2 separate regions of the Hordeum vulgare genome follow, and region 1 is linked to region 2. Evidence: chromatin contacts called from public Hi-C data. All regions are on one chromosome and are shown on one strand. The core of a region is the stretch at or near the end of the contact, and the rest is flanking DNA. Distances in the headings are between cores, read along the strand shown.

Region 1 (2,700 bases), core at 100-2,599, 410 kb after region 2:
ATCATCTTAAAGCATTTGACTGCTGCATTTAATTTGATGAATTCAATCGTGACATACCTTTGTGTCGAGCATAATAGCAATCGTGTTGCCATCAGTGTTCTGTGCATTGTACTCCTTCACCAAATCAATCACTTTTTGGTGTGACTGGTGGTCACCATGGGACATATTCATACGCGCAACATTCATTCCAGTCTCTGCAAGCTTCCATATCATCTCACGAGTGTTGGTCGAGGGGCCTATGGTGCAGACTATCTTTGTCTTCCTCCGGGGAGTCACATCCACTGCTTGTGAGGTGGCGTCAGTACTGACATCATTATTGCTCTGCATGCAAACAAAGATAAATCAGTCACTGAATGAACCACATGTTTCGAATGGCTAAATCTCTCATCGCGTTCAGCATACTGCAAAGCAAAAGTAGCATGGAAACAAATGGGCTGTTAGCTAAACAATCTAAAAATTGCTCAGGAACTGCTGAAGAGGCTGAATTGCCTAGGAATTGGAAACCAAATATTTCGAGTCCAATAATCATCAGCCAGCCATTTTTCAAGTTCGGACTGCTTTTTTTTTGGTTTACACTAGTTGTAGTCAGATCAGACATCGGACCAGGAGCATGAAGTCCTCCGAGTGTAATGTGGTGGAGATGAGCAGATCAAAAGCCCTATACGGCGAGCCTACCGTAAGCTGGAACAGATCACGTCAGGCACTGCGCTCGGGATCAGAACATCGACCACTAACAAAGTGCGCGGCAAGGACGACTCCACGACGGTACAAGCACAAACAGACAAATCCCAGCAAGACAGGAGATGGCGAACCCAACCGCGGTGCTCTGGATCAAAATCGCCGAACACTGCAAGAGCGCGGGGCGACCAGGCCAGCCGCTGGCTGGAGCGACCCGCGTCGAACGCCGAGAGCATGAGGCCGGTCTCTACTAAGCGCGCACGGAGCAGCGCCAGGGAAGCAGGAAGAAGCGCGCGCGCAGCAGCAGCAGCAGGGACGGAGAGAGAGGCAGCGGACGCTCACCAGAGCGGAGAGGGAGCCGTTGGTCCCGACGACGGAGAGATCCGCCGCCACCTTCTCGGAGGCGGAGGTCCGCAGCACGCGCGCGGCGACCGCCCGCCTCGGCTGCGGGGGCGCCGGCACCGTCGCGGCCGGCCTGGCCACGCGCGCCGTCGCGGCGAACCCCCGCACCATCTCCGCCGCCGCCGCCGCCGCCGCCATTGTTTGGAGGACGCCCCGCGGTTCGCGCTAGAGACGGGAATAGGGAGGGCGCTGGTGGTCGCGGAGGGGGGGGAGGGAGGGAGGGAGAGGCCGCGGGCGACGCGAGGGTTAATGTTGGGACAGGCGAGGGGAGCACCGCCCGTTCCCTCCGTGGGCCGGGCCTTTATACGCCGGAGGTGGTGGTGGTGGTGGCGGGGGGCCGGAGGGCCCGGAGGCCAGGTGGGCGCAGCGGCGCGGTCCATACGATGCGCTCGTCGCCTCGGTTCCAACGCCCAAGAGAACCGGAGACTCGCGTGCCTGCCTGCCTGCCTGGCACGAGCCAGTTACGGGTGGGACCCGCTGGCTGCAGCGAAGATGGCGGACTGGTTGTTTTCTTTTCTGAACATCTTTTTTTTTTTGTACACGTACACGCAACATTGCACCCAAGTCAAGTCAAGTGCACCTCACACGTGGTTATTTTTTCCTTGCTAGTAGTACTAATTTTATACTATTGCTCATCGGAAACAGGGTTACAGTCAGCGGTGCGGCCACCGGCCCGACCAGAACAAGCTATGCTCCAGAACAAGCTACTTCCAATACAAAGCCGAACGTTGAACCGGTAATGTGAATTTTGAGTGTGCTAACCACATGTCTCATGCGGTGTTTGAACCATTAATGGGAGACGTCGTGGCTCATGATTCCGACACTTAACCATGGTGCAGCTATTATTCCCGATTACAGTTGAGGTGTGCAGGCACAATAATACCGTCAACGCACGTATATCACGCACGGGTGTGCCGAATAAATTAGGTGACCTTTTCATGAAGATACACGTCAATGTTCCTCTTCACAAAAGAAGCATAGGTGGATTTCATGTCAAGAGAAGAAGAAGAAGAAGTGTGAGTGCTACCCGTATCTGAACCCAGTCCGTACCAGTGTCCTGTAATGGGTGGATTTTTTCACGATTTTGACCCATGGGATAAAGTATTTCACGAAATGAATTTTAATTGAAACCATTTCACGATCTGATCTTTTTTGAAACGCCAGAGTCCGTGGCGTTGCAGATGCACATAGAAACGTCAGTCTAATGTGGCGTTACAGACGCACATAGAAACGTCAGTCTAATGTGGCGTTGCAGGCCACGAGTGAAACCCCATGGTCCATGGCGTTTCAGCAGTACACATGTTGCTGGCAGCATGCCGTGGGCTGGCTGGATGTCGTCGCTGCGTTTCATAGTGGGTCTGCAACGCCAGCACTGTTGGCGTTTCACAATCGACCTGCAACGCCAATCTAATGTGGGGCAGCAACGCCAGCACTGTTGGCGTTTCACAGTGGGTCTGCAACGTCACTGTAGACTGGCGTTGCAAAAAAGAAAAAACGTCACGGTAGACAGGTGTATCACTGTAGGGCAGCAACTCCACGGTAGACAGACGTATCACTGTAGGGCAGCAACGCCACGGTAGACAGGCGTTGCATAGTGGGGCAGCAACGCCACGATTTGTG
Region 2 (2,700 bases), core at 147-2,646:
AAATAAGTACCTATACAAATTGATCAGACCAACAAATTCTGTTTTCCAGGACACTTACCTTTCAGATTCAAGCCTATATTCTCAGAATCTGACAGGGCAAGTCCAATACCAACCCTCTCAGCTTTTGATAGATCAAGTTCATTTGACAACGTTTCGAGGAAAGCATCACTGACAGATATAGTCCTCAGTGCTTCACAAAAACAGGTACTGAAGTATGGTTTATCCAGACAATATCTGAAAACGGTGGATAAAAGATCTTGTTTCGATTGAGAGTTTTTTGCCACCCCGGCATTCAGCAGTACTTCATCCAAACAAACTTGAAGCAGTAAAATGCAACCATCGGGACTGCAGTCAGCTAACTGAACAAAAGTGAAACAAAAAAACATATTAGGGTGACTATAATCCATAAGTTCAGACAAAGTAAAACTTGCTGGAATCAGATGAATGTAAGGAAATTACTAAGGCAGCACATCTTTCAAGATTCAATCAGGAAGTTGCTGAATGCTGCATCACTGCACCAATTGTCTAAACAGTACGCGAAGAGTGTAGAATACATCTCACAAGATCTTATATTGAAATATAAGCAAAGATATTTGAAACTATTCTTCCAACGATTGGGCCGCAAACAGATGCAACTTAACAACAAGCCCCGTGTGAAAACCTCTTATATTCTTCTTAAGGGGCTCTTTGTGTTAACAACAACAAAATGTGCCCTTCACCATAATATGCACTGTGAACACCAAATCTAAACGAACGGACTTAGAAGAAGAAAAAAAAAAAAAAAAGAGGAAAGGACTAAGAAGAATTTTGTTCACTGTATATCTATCCTAAAGCTTAAATTGCGCATAGGAGTGAATTTCGCCACATATTTTGGAAACTTACGCACCCAAATGGAACCGATCAAAAGTGTTCACGATATCCCAACCAAATTTTAGGTTAAAATCGGGCAAAAGTACGAGTGTAAGACAGCTAAATCCGCAAAACCCTAGATTGGTTCTGGAATAGAAGCGTTCCTAAGCACGAATCCATCACGGGGCGGATCCTTCGATCCAGACGGGCAGAACATGAATCGATCACCAGGAGGCATGCGTCGGGAGAAACGAAGCCGCTTCGGGGAGGGAGGAGAGGGGACGGGGGGATCTCGTAACCTGGCAGAGCTCGCGGTAGATGGAGTCACCGGTAGAGTCGTCGGCGCCCTGAACGAGGGAGCGGACCTCGTCGGCGACGGCGGAATTGAAGGGGATCATCTCGCGGACGGCGAAGGGCAGGTGTCGTTGTGAGGGTTGGGTTTGCCGCTGCCAGCACGAGCGCGAGGCTGCGAGAGCAGAGGCGAAGGCGAAGGCGGTGGCGAGCGGTGTTCTGTCGAGCTCTGGTGGGGGAAAAAGGTCAGCGAAATCAGGAACGCCTATGTAGCGCGACAGGTGGGTAATGGATTGCGCAGCCAACTGGCCCAAGAAGCCATTTCTGTTCATGCATTATGAACTGTGCGACGCCAGCCAGGGCCCATAAGATGGTAGATTTAAAAAAAAATCCCCTCGCTTTGTCTTCCAAAGCAACTAACACGATAAAAAAACATTGCTAAGGTGAACAGTACATCAAACCTGAAAAAACAAATGCCAACAACAACAGTTCGACAAAGAGTGGATGACCCGTCACCGTTGCGCCTTCCGGAAACAAACCACCACAGGCCGAGGCTCCGATCTGCCATGTGCCCTCCAAGAAGGGATGCGACATCGACGACGCTGCTGCCCGGACGAGTTTTAGGGTTTCCCCCGACACACGAAAGAAGGTGGGGGATGGATACCACTGACACACTCTAGGAAGGAATTATGGCACCCGTCGGTGTCACCGCATCGGAGCCGGACGAACCGGTAAGGATTTCTCCCGCACTCCAAAACCCACCGCCCAACCGAAGTGACCAGCTAAACCACCGCCCAACCCCATGCACGATCACGGTTGCGCCACCATCCACGATGTCTCATTACGAACACCAATACGACACCAAGGAGACCGGAAAGAGGCGTCAAACGATGGAGCTGCAGCATCGAAGATGGTAGATTTCAAAACATTCAAACCACATATTTCAAAAAAGTTCCAAGCAATAAAACAACTTTGTCCAAAGGCAAAGGCACTATAGACTACAGATTTTTGTATATCATACATCTTGTTAATTAAGCAGATTTGACCCGAACAATGTTCTTCGTCGTGAGTCGTCGGATCACACTCCTCGCATGGTTCAAAGCAACAACGGTAAATTCAAAAAATATCAAAATTGATAATAAAAAGGCCAATTTTTAGAATATCAGCCTGAACATGCTCGTTCTCGTTGATCTAGCACACACATTCTCCGCACACATTCATTTTTTTAATACGGTATAGACATCATCATTGTTGTTGAACGGTTGACAAGCTAGAGGTCGGGAACATACGCTCGCAGTCCATGATGGGCTGCTCCGCCGACCGAGGTTCTTCGAGTTTCTACATGAGCTCGAGACAATCGCGATGCGCACCAAATCCCCTCAAACACTCCTGATATAGAAGGGTGGGGTTTGAAAAAAAAATATCCATGAGCACTAGCATTCAGGACATATTTTTATAGGAGAATCTCATCCGGAAGAGATCGCGGAAAATTCGCTCCTGACAGGAACCAAACTCCGGTCTGCAAGGTAACACCAATGTGCCCTTGCCACTGGGCTACTG

What was found. A called contact is a pair of places that touch in the nucleus more often than the background predicts.
Region 1: a Hi-C map of seedling shows a contact between it and region 2, with 8 times the contacts expected there. The contact joins the promoter of LOC123438709 here to the promoter of LOC123438675 in region 2. A contact is called at or near these places in 4 of 6 Hi-C or Micro-C datasets (leaf and seedling) and 1 of 1 datasets of contacts at active chromatin or transcription factors (embryo).

The regions. Positions count from the first base shown.
Region 1 is chr1H:379,407,474-379,410,173 of MorexV3_pseudomolecules_assembly, forward strand. LOC123438709 (pyruvate kinase isozyme G, chloroplastic) reads right to left here and starts at 1,350. Exons shown (of 12, transcript XM_045115797.1): 1 at 1,021-1,350; 2 at 58-321. The coding sequence starts at 1,218.
Region 2 is chr1H:378,999,273-379,001,972 of MorexV3_pseudomolecules_assembly, forward strand. It overlaps LOC123438675 (CCR4-NOT transcription complex subunit 1-like), which reads right to left and starts at 1,397. Exons shown (of 51, transcript XM_045115795.1): 1 at 1,149-1,397; 2 at 59-359. The coding sequence starts at 1,247.